Linked DNA regions of Zea mays: region 1 is linked to region 2. A link is a contact called in public Hi-C data. All regions are on one chromosome and are shown on one strand. The core of a region is the stretch at or near the end of the contact, and the rest is flanking DNA. Distances in the headings are between cores, read along the strand shown. Region 1 holds the start of LOC100383797. Region 2 holds the start of LOC103631923.

Evidence for each region. Hi-C and Micro-C count contacts between places; a contact is called where the count stands out from the background.
Region 1: a Hi-C map of ear shows a contact between it and region 2, with 3 times the contacts expected there. The contact joins the promoter of LOC100383797 here to the promoter of LOC103631923 in region 2. A contact is called at or near these places in 3 of 25 Hi-C or Micro-C datasets (ear and leaf).

What each region holds. Positions count from the first base shown.
Region 1 is chr7:4,185,067-4,190,856 of Zm-B73-REFERENCE-NAM-5.0, reverse strand. LOC100383797 reads left to right here and starts at 3,757. Exons shown (of 2, transcript NM_001368210.1): 1 at 3,757-5,790. The coding sequence starts at 4,394.
Region 2 is chr7:4,010,979-4,016,761 of Zm-B73-REFERENCE-NAM-5.0, reverse strand. It overlaps LOC103631923, which reads right to left and starts at 1,667. Exons shown (of 1, transcript NM_001371230.1): 1 at 1,012-1,667. The coding sequence starts at 1,645. The coding sequence ends at 1,283. It also overlaps the pseudogene LOC103633665 and the pseudogene LOC115208754.

The sequences.
Region 1 (5,790 bases), core at 2,508-5,007, 170 kb before region 2:
AAATATATAAGCGCTATAAAAACTACTTTTTTCAACTTCACATCTCTATGTTCCTTGTTGGTGAGAGCAATAAACAATGAGCTTTACGTATAAAGTTGTTTAGAACAAATATTTGATAAGGAAACAGCTCAAGGTAACTCATACATCTGCCTAAGCGTTTGTGTAAATAAAGTGATACTACGTCCAATTAAGTGTAGTGTAGCTAGATGCCGATAAATCGGAGAAGAAAACATTGCGGCTCTTCAGCCGTTTCATCCCTTTCGTCCGTGGTCGTCGGTACTAACACTGCTTAATCTTAGGGACCATTTGGATCCATCCATTTTTTTTAAGGAATTACGCAACAGAGTAACCTATTAGGCTTGAAATTTGACATTTCGCCACCCTTCAAAAGATTATATATATAAGCCGCCTATCTTAAATTTATAGAATGGAGGATGGTAGTTGATTTTATGTATCACCATACTATATGTTTATACTATACAACTTATGACATGCACTTTGGCGGTCGTCGTGGAGCCACTGCCATGTCGTGGAATCACTGTCATATCCAACCACAAGACGGCCCTTGAACTACAAAGTTGTTTCGTATATATAGCCTTTACATACCAGTCATGCATATAGTCTAAATGACATTTAACTAGTGGTTCGACATCAATGAAGATTTGCCTTTTAATTTTATTCCTAACAAGCCTATTAGAAGAAGAAGAAGAAAAAAAAAGACGCAATAGCTCACTGTACATGTTTATCCACGGTCGAGTGCTGAGGTAATGTCCATTGATCATGTACGGCAGACAGGTAAGAAAAAAAAAAGAGAGAGAGAGGAGAGCTGCCTAACCTGTTGGCATGGCAGTGGCACACATGATTGATGGGATATTTCCCTGACCTGGACCAAACAAAACAAGCTAGTAGATTGCAGATTTGGAAGCTGCTGAGCGGCGAGGCGACTGGGAACGGTGGCGTGGCGGTCCTGGTTACGATGATGTGCAACGTTTCACCTACCAACCAGCGTATGGAATGGAAAGCGAGTGACAGGACAGGACTGCTGTGTGTGTGTGTGGAGCCAAGGCTACTGTATCTATATATCTTCACCAATATTTTTTTTTTCTACTGCCTCCTACAGTATGCACTATCTTCTTAACTACGATTATTTTTTTTGCTAGTGCCTCTTACTGGTCCTTTTGACCATTCTTTTTAAACAAAAAAGGGGTTCTTGTGACCATTGGGCCTATTGGGCCGCCGGAAATGGGTGGCACACGGACGGACCAGAATTTCTGGTAAGGGCTGCTGCACTGCGGCTGGGCCTGGCTCAGGGCTGCCAGTGGGATGGCTGGCAGCTGGAGGAGGTTTTTTTTTTGGATGAAATGTTCGTGGCTCATTCTCTCATTTGAATTTTTTTTTCACGAGCTAAACTGATATTTTAACTTGGTTCGTTAACCAAACAATCTATCACATTTCAACAAAGAGAAGCTATACACATATCGTATACGTAACAATCGATGAACATGTTGGTGTTTATGTCCTACGAGATAAACTAATTATTGATGAGCCGTGTCTTGGTCTATGCGAATATAACTGCGGGTTAAACTGATGAACCTGTGTGTATTGTAAATTGATGAGTGACGAGTTGTGTTAATTTCATGTATCTGGTCTGTGAAACTATGAGTATAATTATTATTTTTATATTATTAAATTAGTTTAAAATTAACTATAAATTAATTATTCTTTATATATTTTTTTTTCTACTCTGACTCTCGAGCTAAATGAGTCAGCTCAAGATAACTATTTAGCTTGTTAGCTTAACGAGTCGAGTCAGACCTAGCTCGAACTCAGACTAGTCGAGGTTATAAGCTGGCTCGATACTCTCCCTCTCTGTTCTTGCACCGTAGAGATCCATACTGCCCTGAGAGCGAACGGGGGATCGCTGTGCCTGTCGTTACGTTATACAGGTGGTCCGCCGGTGCAGCATGGGATGGGATGGAAGCCGACGGCGTGCCGGAACAATCCACATCCACTGGTGAAACGGGTGTGCAAATGCAGGACCAACTACTATGATTTGGATGCACCCATGCTTCTGACGCAAGATTCCATCTGCTCTGTCTTTCCCTCAGACCCCGCCGGTCCCGAAAAGCATATATGCGCCAGCTTTCCGAGAAGCAAAAGGTCTTTTCTTTTACTTTAACCTTATGTAAACCGGAAAATGTTAATGTTTGTAATGTGTAATAAATGTCGTTAGAATAGTCATGTAGTATACTTTTTATTGTAAACATAGCTGCAGATCTGACTATACGTAACAGTACCTTTATCTTTTTATAAATTATTGGAATTGTAAAGATTCTTAAAAACTAGATTTTCTTCTATAAAACAGCTTTTATAAACTGAAGATAGAAACTAGATTTTTAAAAACTAGACTTAAACTTTGTTGTTTTTTTTTAAATTTCCGACTTGTTTGTAAGCACATCAAAATCTCGTGGCTTGTTTTGCGGTTGACTACACTCGGACGACAGAGGTTGGAGCTTTCTTTTATTAGAAAAGTAGACTCCGTTTGGTTCTTTAGTCCAGTGACTAAAGTTTAGTTAGAAGACTAAATTTTAGTCACAATCATATTTGGTTATAGGAACTAAAAGTATTCAAAAAAATATTAAATAAATCATAAAATTACTAAAATATCTCTTAGCATTCTTTCTCTATTAGCGTAACTGAAATAAAGGTGGATAAAAACTGGGATTTATATGGTTTAGTCTTTTTTAGTCGTCCCTGGAAAGACTTGAGACTAAAACAATTTAGTCTCTATTTTAATCCTACAGTTCGACAATTTAGAGACTAAATATGACTAAAATAGATGGAATAATCTTTAGTTCCTCAAACCAAACGAGACCTTATTATTGTGACAATAAAATCAATAAGGAAACAATCTGTTTCTTCATCTGTCGGGAACATTTACAAAGTTATCCATTTTACTTATATTCTTTTTTAATACAAATAAAAATTTATTTTTAATTTTTTTTGATAGACCGAGACAACAGATCTATTTTCTCTTTATCAGATAGTTTCATATTAAATTTGTCAGAATAAAATAAGCGGGTTATAAGGGGAAAAAACTCTTAACTGGAGGCGGCGATAAATCCCTCTCTCCAAGCTTTTTAACCACCTTTTGTTCTCTTGAAGCTATCAACAATCCTTTGCAAACAAACAATTGCATTGCTGGAACCCATTATTAGTTTATGACATGAAGCAAACTGCACTGGATCCCGGATCCTGGTTGTAAACACGTACCAACCCAGAAAGGCAACTTTCATAAACAAATTCTAAATCACACCTGTCCCATCCGAAAAAAAAGTAAAGAATGTTACAGAAAAACCTACCAAATCAACCAACAAAAGACAAGTGCTCGGTGCTCCTACTCAAAAGAACAGTTTTTTTTCTAAGAAAAAGAAGGAAAAGACAAGTTTCTCAAAAGAACACCTTTTCCTCTCTAGAAAATCCAACCAGGAATCACATGCTTTTTTTTATAGCCGCTCTAGCGGCCTACTGAGTAGGTGTGTCAGTGTGTGTTGCTTCATCCAAGAACGACCAGTCAGCCTATCATAAAGCTCTCTCCTTTTCTCGCGGGCCGCGGCCTCACTCCCTTGTCTCCACTCTCCCGACGGAGACGGAGCCTCGAACGAACCCAATGCCAATGCGCCTCCTCCTCCTCCTCCTCCTCACCTTCCTCGCCACCGCCGCCGCGGTGGCGGGTGCTGCCGGTGGCGCGGCCGCGGCTGGCTCGGATGCGGACGCGCTGCTGGCGGCGAAGGCGGTGCTGTCGGACCCGGCCGGCGCGCTCGCGTCCTGGACGAACGCCACCAGCACCGGCGCCTGCGCGTGGTCCGGCGTGACGTGCAACGCGCGCGCCGCGGTCATCGGCCTCGACCTCTCCGGCCGCAACCTCTCGGGCCCGGTGCCCACGGCGCTGTCCCGCCTCGCGCACCTCGCGCGCCTCGACCTCGCCGCGAACGCGCTCTGCGGCCCCATCCCGGCGCCGCTGTCCCGGCTCCAGTCCCTCACCCACCTCAACCTCTCCAACAACGTGCTCAACGGCACCTTCCCGCCGCCGCTCGCGCGCCTGCGGGCGCTCCGCGTGCTCGACCTCTACAACAACAACCTCACCGGCCCGCTCCCGCTCGCGGTCGTGGGCCTGCCGGTGCTCCGCCACCTCCACCTCGGCGGCAACTTCTTCTCCGGCGAGATCCCGCCCGAGTACGGCCGCTGGCGGAGGCTGCAGTACCTCGCCGTCTCCGGGAACGAGCTGTCGGGGAGGATTCCTCCGGAGCTCGGCGGCCTCACCACCCTCAGGGAGCTCTACATTGGCTACTACAACAGCTACTCCAGCGGCCTACCCCCGGAGCTCGGCAACATGACGGATCTCGTCCGCCTCGACGCCGCCAACTGCGGGCTCTCCGGCGAGATTCCGCCGGAGCTCGGGAACCTCGCCAACCTCGACACGCTCTTCCTGCAGGTGAACGGGCTCGCCGGCGCCATCCCGCCGGAGCTGGGCCGGCTCAAGAGCCTCAGCTCGCTCGACCTGTCCAACAACGCGCTCACCGGCGAGATCCCAGCGAGCTTCGCGGCGCTCAGGAACCTCACTTTGCTCAACCTCTTCCGCAACAAGCTGAGAGGCAGCATACCGGAGCTCGTCGGCGACCTGCCCAGCCTCGAGGTGCTGCAGCTCTGGGAGAACAACTTCACCGGCGGCATCCCGCGCCGGCTCGGCCGCAATGGACGGCTCCAGCTGGTCGACCTCTCGTCCAACAGGCTCACCGGCACCCTCCCGCCGGAGCTATGCGCCGGTGGCAAGCTGGAGACCCTCATCGCGCTCGGCAACTTCCTCTTTGGCTCAATCCCTGAACCACTGGGGAAATGCGAGGCACTCTCCCGCATCCGCCTCGGCGAGAACTACCTGAACGGTTCCATCCCGGATGGTCTCTTTGAGCTGCCGAATCTGACGCAGGTTGAGCTGCAGGACAACCTCCTGTCCGGCGGCTTCCCGGCGGTTTCCGGCACCGGTGCGCCGAATCTGGGGGCGATCACTCTCTCCAACAACCAGCTCACCGGCGCACTGCCGGCGTCCATCGGGAAGTTCTCAGGTTTGCAAAAACTGCTTCTCGACCAGAATGCATTCACCGGCGCAGTACCGCCGGAGATCGGGCGGCTGCAGCAGTTGTCTAAGGCTGACCTGAGCGGCAACACGCTTGACGGCGGTGTGCCGCCAGAGATCGGGAAGTGCCGGTTGCTCACCTACCTGGACCTCAGCCGGAACAACCTGTCCGGGGAGATACCGCCGGCCATCTCCGGCATGCGAATCCTCAACTACCTGAACCTGTCCCGGAACCACCTCGGTGGAGAGATACCGGCAACCATTGCTGCGATGCAGAGCCTCACGGCCGTGGACTTCTCCTACAACAACCTGTCCGGGCTCGTGCCGGCGACTGGGCAGTTCAGCTACTTCAATGCCACATCCTTCGTCGGCAACCCGGGGTTGTGTGGGCCGTACCTTGGACCATGCCATTCTGGCGGCGCCGGCACGGGCCATGATGCACACACCTATGGCGGCATGTCCAATACCTTCAAGCTGCTAATCGTCCTCGGCTTACTTGTCTGCTCCATTGCGTTTGCTGCCATGGCGATCTTGAAGGCCCGGTCACTGAAGAAAGCCAGCGAGGCACGCGCTTGGAGGCTCACTGCGTTCCAGCGCCTCGAGTTCACCTGCGACGACGTGCTAGACAGTCTGAAGGAGGAGAACATCATCGGCAA
Region 2 (5,783 bases), core at 418-2,917:
CGGTCTTCTCGCTCCCGAACGGTGCGCACGTCGTGCTCGTCATGGCGCCGTTCGTGATAGAGGCGGGTTGATCGGTTGGCAGACTGAATAATCAATATAAACAGAAAAGACCAAACAGATAGCGGCTCTCTGCATTTTTGCTCAGACCATCCGAAATTACATCGGGTTTGGTGAAGGTATGCAAGATCAGTACTCATGATAATCCTGATGATATGATGACGAAACATGTTCCTGTTGCTAAGTTTGAGCTATGCTCAAGGTTAATTGGTATTACAAATTAGTCCCTAGTGGCTGTTGGCGTCGGCATGATGATGATGCATTGTGTGAGGTGGAGTTTGCTATTAGGATACTACAAAGAATTTGTCTCAAGGTGGAGTTTGTGATCCAAATTCTGAAGAAGGCATCCAAATTGGCAAGCGAAACTGAGGCTTGGGCCAGAGCGTAGCGATGCCAATTGGCTTTCGGCCCACATCCCAGGGACGCCTAGGAGGGTGTGGGGGGCTCCGGCGCTCCGCCCCCTGCGGTACAGATCGTTCCCTACTCACCTTAGGGTTTCGTCTCTATAAATACACTTACAATCCGCAGGAAATCATCACCTCATTGTAAATCTCCTGCGATCTGTAATCACCCGAAAAATAGTGATATTGTTACTAGTCAGCGCCCGTGGTTTTTCCCCTTCGTTTTAGAGGGGTTTTCGACGTTAAGTCTGTGTCTTCTCTGTGTTTGATATACTTTGTGTCGTATTGATTCATAACACAAACATGTGTTTTCCTTCCTTTTAGTTTTTGCAGTATATGTAATACGATGGATGCTAATCATTGGCAAAACAATAGAAATAGCAGGTCAGGTTGTGCTCTCAAGGCGTGGTCAAATCCTTCATATATTGATCAGCATCTTGCTTGCTAACAATTTTGGTGTTGCTTTTTTCGTTTGAATAAAATCCAGGCATAAGATTTTTGGATTTTTGCCATTATGGCAGTGCGAGCAATAAAATTGCTCTACAGATATGCCTTGCACACATCCAACATGCCCCCCTTTATTATTTAATCACCAGAAGACGTAAATATATATAATACAACACCCCCTTCTGCTGCCCGGTTGCCTGACACACGACTAACACATATACGTACATAAGCATCCATGGATGGATGGATGCCTTGAAACACGTATCACTCGAACAAAAGCTCACGAGGTAGAGCGTATATATATACGTACGCACGTCGTCGGCCGGCGCATGCTGTGTGAGAGTAGTAGTGGCTTCATTCACGTACACAGAATGGCCTCAAGCAGCAGCAGGAGTAAATATGATGTAGCAGCGACGATCATCATAGTTACAGGAGCAAGCAGGAGTGAGGCAGGTAATGTATTTGCATGTCTCCCCCGTGTAGCACAGCGTGGCTGACAGCATCGTCACCTTGGGCGTCGTGGCGAGGGAGCCATCCGGCACGGCTCCGCGCGGCGAGCGGGCGGCCATGGCCGTCGGTGGAGCTGCCATCAGCTGCAGAACCAGCAGTATGGCCACCACCGCCGCCGCACCGGCCACTTCCTTCTTGCTGCCACCCTTCATCATGATCGGTGGATATATATGCTCTCTCTCCTTGGTTCCAGCAGCCTCACCGATCCCGGCCATTTTATAGGCAGTCATAAGCAACTGTGTAGCACATCTGCGAGGTAGAAACAGGTAATACACTGTGTAGCACATCTGAGGTAGAAACAGCTGTGGCAGATGGATCACAACTGGCTGTATTTTAAGCTGCATGAGGTTCACGTTGTGGAACCCACTTGGGTTGGATCGCGCGCTGAAGCCCAATCACCTCTTCCAACTGCTATTTCCGCTCGGTGTCATCAAGACAGAGAGAGATTCAGAGATTCTAGAGAACAACAGTGCTCAAGGAAAACAACCCATACCCGCTCGTTAACTGTCGTGTTATCTGTAGTAGTAAATTCAGGCCGCGCACGTCGACGGTTAACTGTTGTGTTATCCTCTTTAGTTTAGTTTGCTACCTAACTTGTCATACTTTGTTTAATTTTTTGTATCTAAGGTTAGTTCTTTAATTTGGATGACTAATTTTAGATAAAGTGTGACACAGTTAGCGGAATAGTACTATCCGGATTTTTTTTTTTGGCGCCAGTCCGGGCAACAAATACAACTGGGCTCTGGCCCCCCTATATACAACAAAATTGGCTTTCACCAAACAACACGTCAGCCCAGACACATATTTCATTGGCGTCATTTTCTTTACACATTATAAAATTGAAACAAAAAGACTCACACTTCAGCTGCTTCTGTCACTCTACTTCAGAAAAAAAAATCATCTATTTTTCTTGATGCCTGTTTGATATATAGGTGTTTATATATATAGAGAGAGATAATGAGTCCCTCTCATCAAGATATCCATATCATAATGGTACGGTATTTTATGGATAAAAAAGTACATCGTACGTATCACAAATCTACAATAATAGAATGGCCATCTCTGAAAACAGTTTGATTTAGGTGCGGTCTGGTACAACAACGTCGTAGTATTTTTCCATCAGACAAGTAGATCAACATTTCATGCATAAGGAATACGATGGGTAAAATATATTTCATTTTAGACTAAATATACATTTATTAATTAACCTATGAATATAGTTTGTATGTATATCTATATTTATTATCATTCAAATGAGTGTGGACGGAAAAAAAGAGGCTAGAAAGAACTATATTTCAAACTGAGGGAGTATAAAAGACACAAATTTATACAAGTTTCAAGTATAAAGTACACTACATCCAGTGCAGAAAGCTTCTCTTTATGCTATGCACTTGGGTTACAGGCCGTTGGATTCTAGTTCTATGATGAGTTGTGTGGAATGTCACTTAGGGGACCCCTATCCCTCCTCATATAGCCCGTAGAATAGATTGCCGATGGAGTCCTAAATCCTAATCGACCTTAACATGAAGTTCCTAGTTCGTTATAAGGAAATCTAGTCATATCCAAGGGGATTTTTTTTTGCGCCAGTCCCGGCAACAAATACAACTGGGCTCTGGCCCCCCTATATACAACAAAATTGGCTTTCACCAAACAACACGTCAGCCCAGACACATATTTCATTGGCGTCATTTTCTTTACACATTATAAAATTGAAACAAAAAGACTCACACTTCTGCTTCTGTCACTCTACTTCAGAAAAAAAATCATCTGTTTTTTCTTTATGCCTGTTTGATATATAGGTGTTTATATATATAGAGAGAGAGATAATGAGTCCCTCTCATCAAGATATCCATATCATAATGGTATGGTATTTTATGGATAAAAAAGTACATCGTATCACAAATCTACAATAATAGAATGGCCATCTCTGAAAACAGTTTGATTTAGGTGCGGTCTGGTACAACAACGTCGTAGTATTTTTCCATCTGACAAGTAGATCAACGTTTCATGCATAAGGAATAAAATGGGTAAAATATATTTTGTTTTAGACTAAATATATATTTATTAATTAACCTATAAATATAGTTGTTATGTATGTCTATATTTATTATCATTCGAATGAGTGGACGAAAAAAGAGACAAAAAAGTACTATATTTTCGAACGATGGAGTATAAAAGGCACAAATTTATATAAGTTTCAAGTACAAAGTACACTACGTCCAGTGCAGAAAGCTTCTCTTTGTGATATGCACTCGAGTTACAGGGTCGTTGGATTCTAGTTATAGTGCAGAAAGTTTCTATGATGAGTTGTGTGGAATATGTCAGTTAGGGGTCCCCTATATATCCCTCCTCATATAGCCCATAGAATAGGTTGCCCATGGAGTCCTAAATCCTAATCGACCTTAAGACAAAGTTTCCTAGTTGGTTATAAGGAAATCTAGTCATATCCAAGGGGATCTTGCCAAGTTACTTGGCTTCTAAGCATATCTAGTTGATAACTTGTCTTCAGTAGTCAAGGCACCTTGTACTGTATGAGATATCCCTTCTACAAGGCCGATCCATCCCCTCCCATGTAGGCTTTTCTCCTTGCGGTGAGGATAGATGAGGTCCCAATAAAATGTCAAACATGGCACTTTTTAGTGCTCAACAAGGCCAGAGGAGGTGTGGAGACGAGCAGCACCTAAGGATATGTTTGGTTGCCTGGTCCAGCCTGAGCCTGGCTCAGTGAGAGAACCAGGCTCAAGGGAGCCCGTATATAATGAGCCAACCTAAAATGTTTGGTTGCCTGGTCAAAATAAACCTGGCCCATATAACACATTGTTTGGTTCTCATTTTTTTTAGCTTGGCCCAATTGGGTTACCGCCAATTTTGATGTGTTAGATACAGTTCTCGCCAAATTTCAAAATTTTAAACGTTATTAAACAAATTACAACAGTTTTGAACTAAAAATATGATTTTGACCTATAAATTGAACTAATTACAATCATCTAAATATGATTTACACCCATAGATTACAACAGATTTTGAAAAATACCCCATCAGGTCTCTGGGTCTCTGTACAGTAGGAGCAACTTACACATACAGATACAGTAGGAGCAACTTACCAGTACAGAAAAATTACAACAGATCCTTTGTAATACCCCATAAGGGATACAGATACAGTAGGAGCAACTTACCAGTACAGAAAAATGACCATGAACATTGTAAACAGATCCTTCTGATGAATTACAACAGATTTGAACTAAAAATATGATTTTGAAACATAAATTAAACTAATTACAATCATTTGGATATGATTTACAACCATAGCAACTTACCATTAGAGAAAAATGACTATGAATTACAATAATCTGAATTAAACAGGAGCTTGTGTTACCATGCTAGTTGTAATTAGTTCATATGATTGTAAACAGATCATGGTAAACACCTCCTGCTAGTTGTAAACAGATCATGGTAAATAGATCATTGTAAATAGATCATAAACAAATGATCTTACAAATTAGTTCTTCGTTCATATGGTTTTCAGACATAACACACTCATAATCAGTTAGTTCATCACCTTTTTTGACGATGATTCGGCCTCCGGCAGCATGAGCGAAGTACACGTAGTAGAAATGGCAAACAAACGCCGGGGGGTTCTTCTCAGATAGCTCTACCAGAAAGGAAGCGTACGCAATGCCCAGATGGTTCCAGAACTACGTGACCTTGCTGCCTGAACCATTCCAGATCCCTGCCGAGCGGCTCCGATCTCTCCAAACCAGTATCCCTGAACTCGGCATCTGGAAACACGTATCAAATGAATTAGCAAGCATGCACGCAGCATCGTTGTACTGTACGAAAAACTCAAAAAGACACCGAGGAAAAGAGTAGCACCGCACTGCACTCACACCAGGGGACGGCGGCGCGGTCGACGATGGCCTCGAGCGTCTAGAAGACGAGCTTGCTATCGACGAGGAAGCGGAGGTACCCCTCGACAGTGGTCTGCCACTTGGCGACGGGTGGCTCCAGGGGCGCCTCCTTCGTGCCGTCCCTGGCCTGGTCCCTGGAGTGCAGCCGCATGGCCGCCGCCCGCATCTCCTCGGTGAACGGGGCGTCCACGTCCTTTTCTCCCGTGGCAGGGGTCATCTCCTCCGGCGCTGGAGTCCCACTCCCACCACGTGGCCTATGACACGGCGCTGGTCGACGCCGACGCGCTGCTGGGGCTCCGCGCCCACCCGGCCTGCGTCGCGCAGCCTGACTGGAGAGGCGAGAGGCGAGTGAACTCTAGAGAGAGGCGAGAGCCGCGGTGGCAGCTGCGAGTGAACTCGAGAGGCGAGAGACGAGTGAACCCTAGCGCAGTGGGCAAGCACGAGCCAGGCTGATGCACGA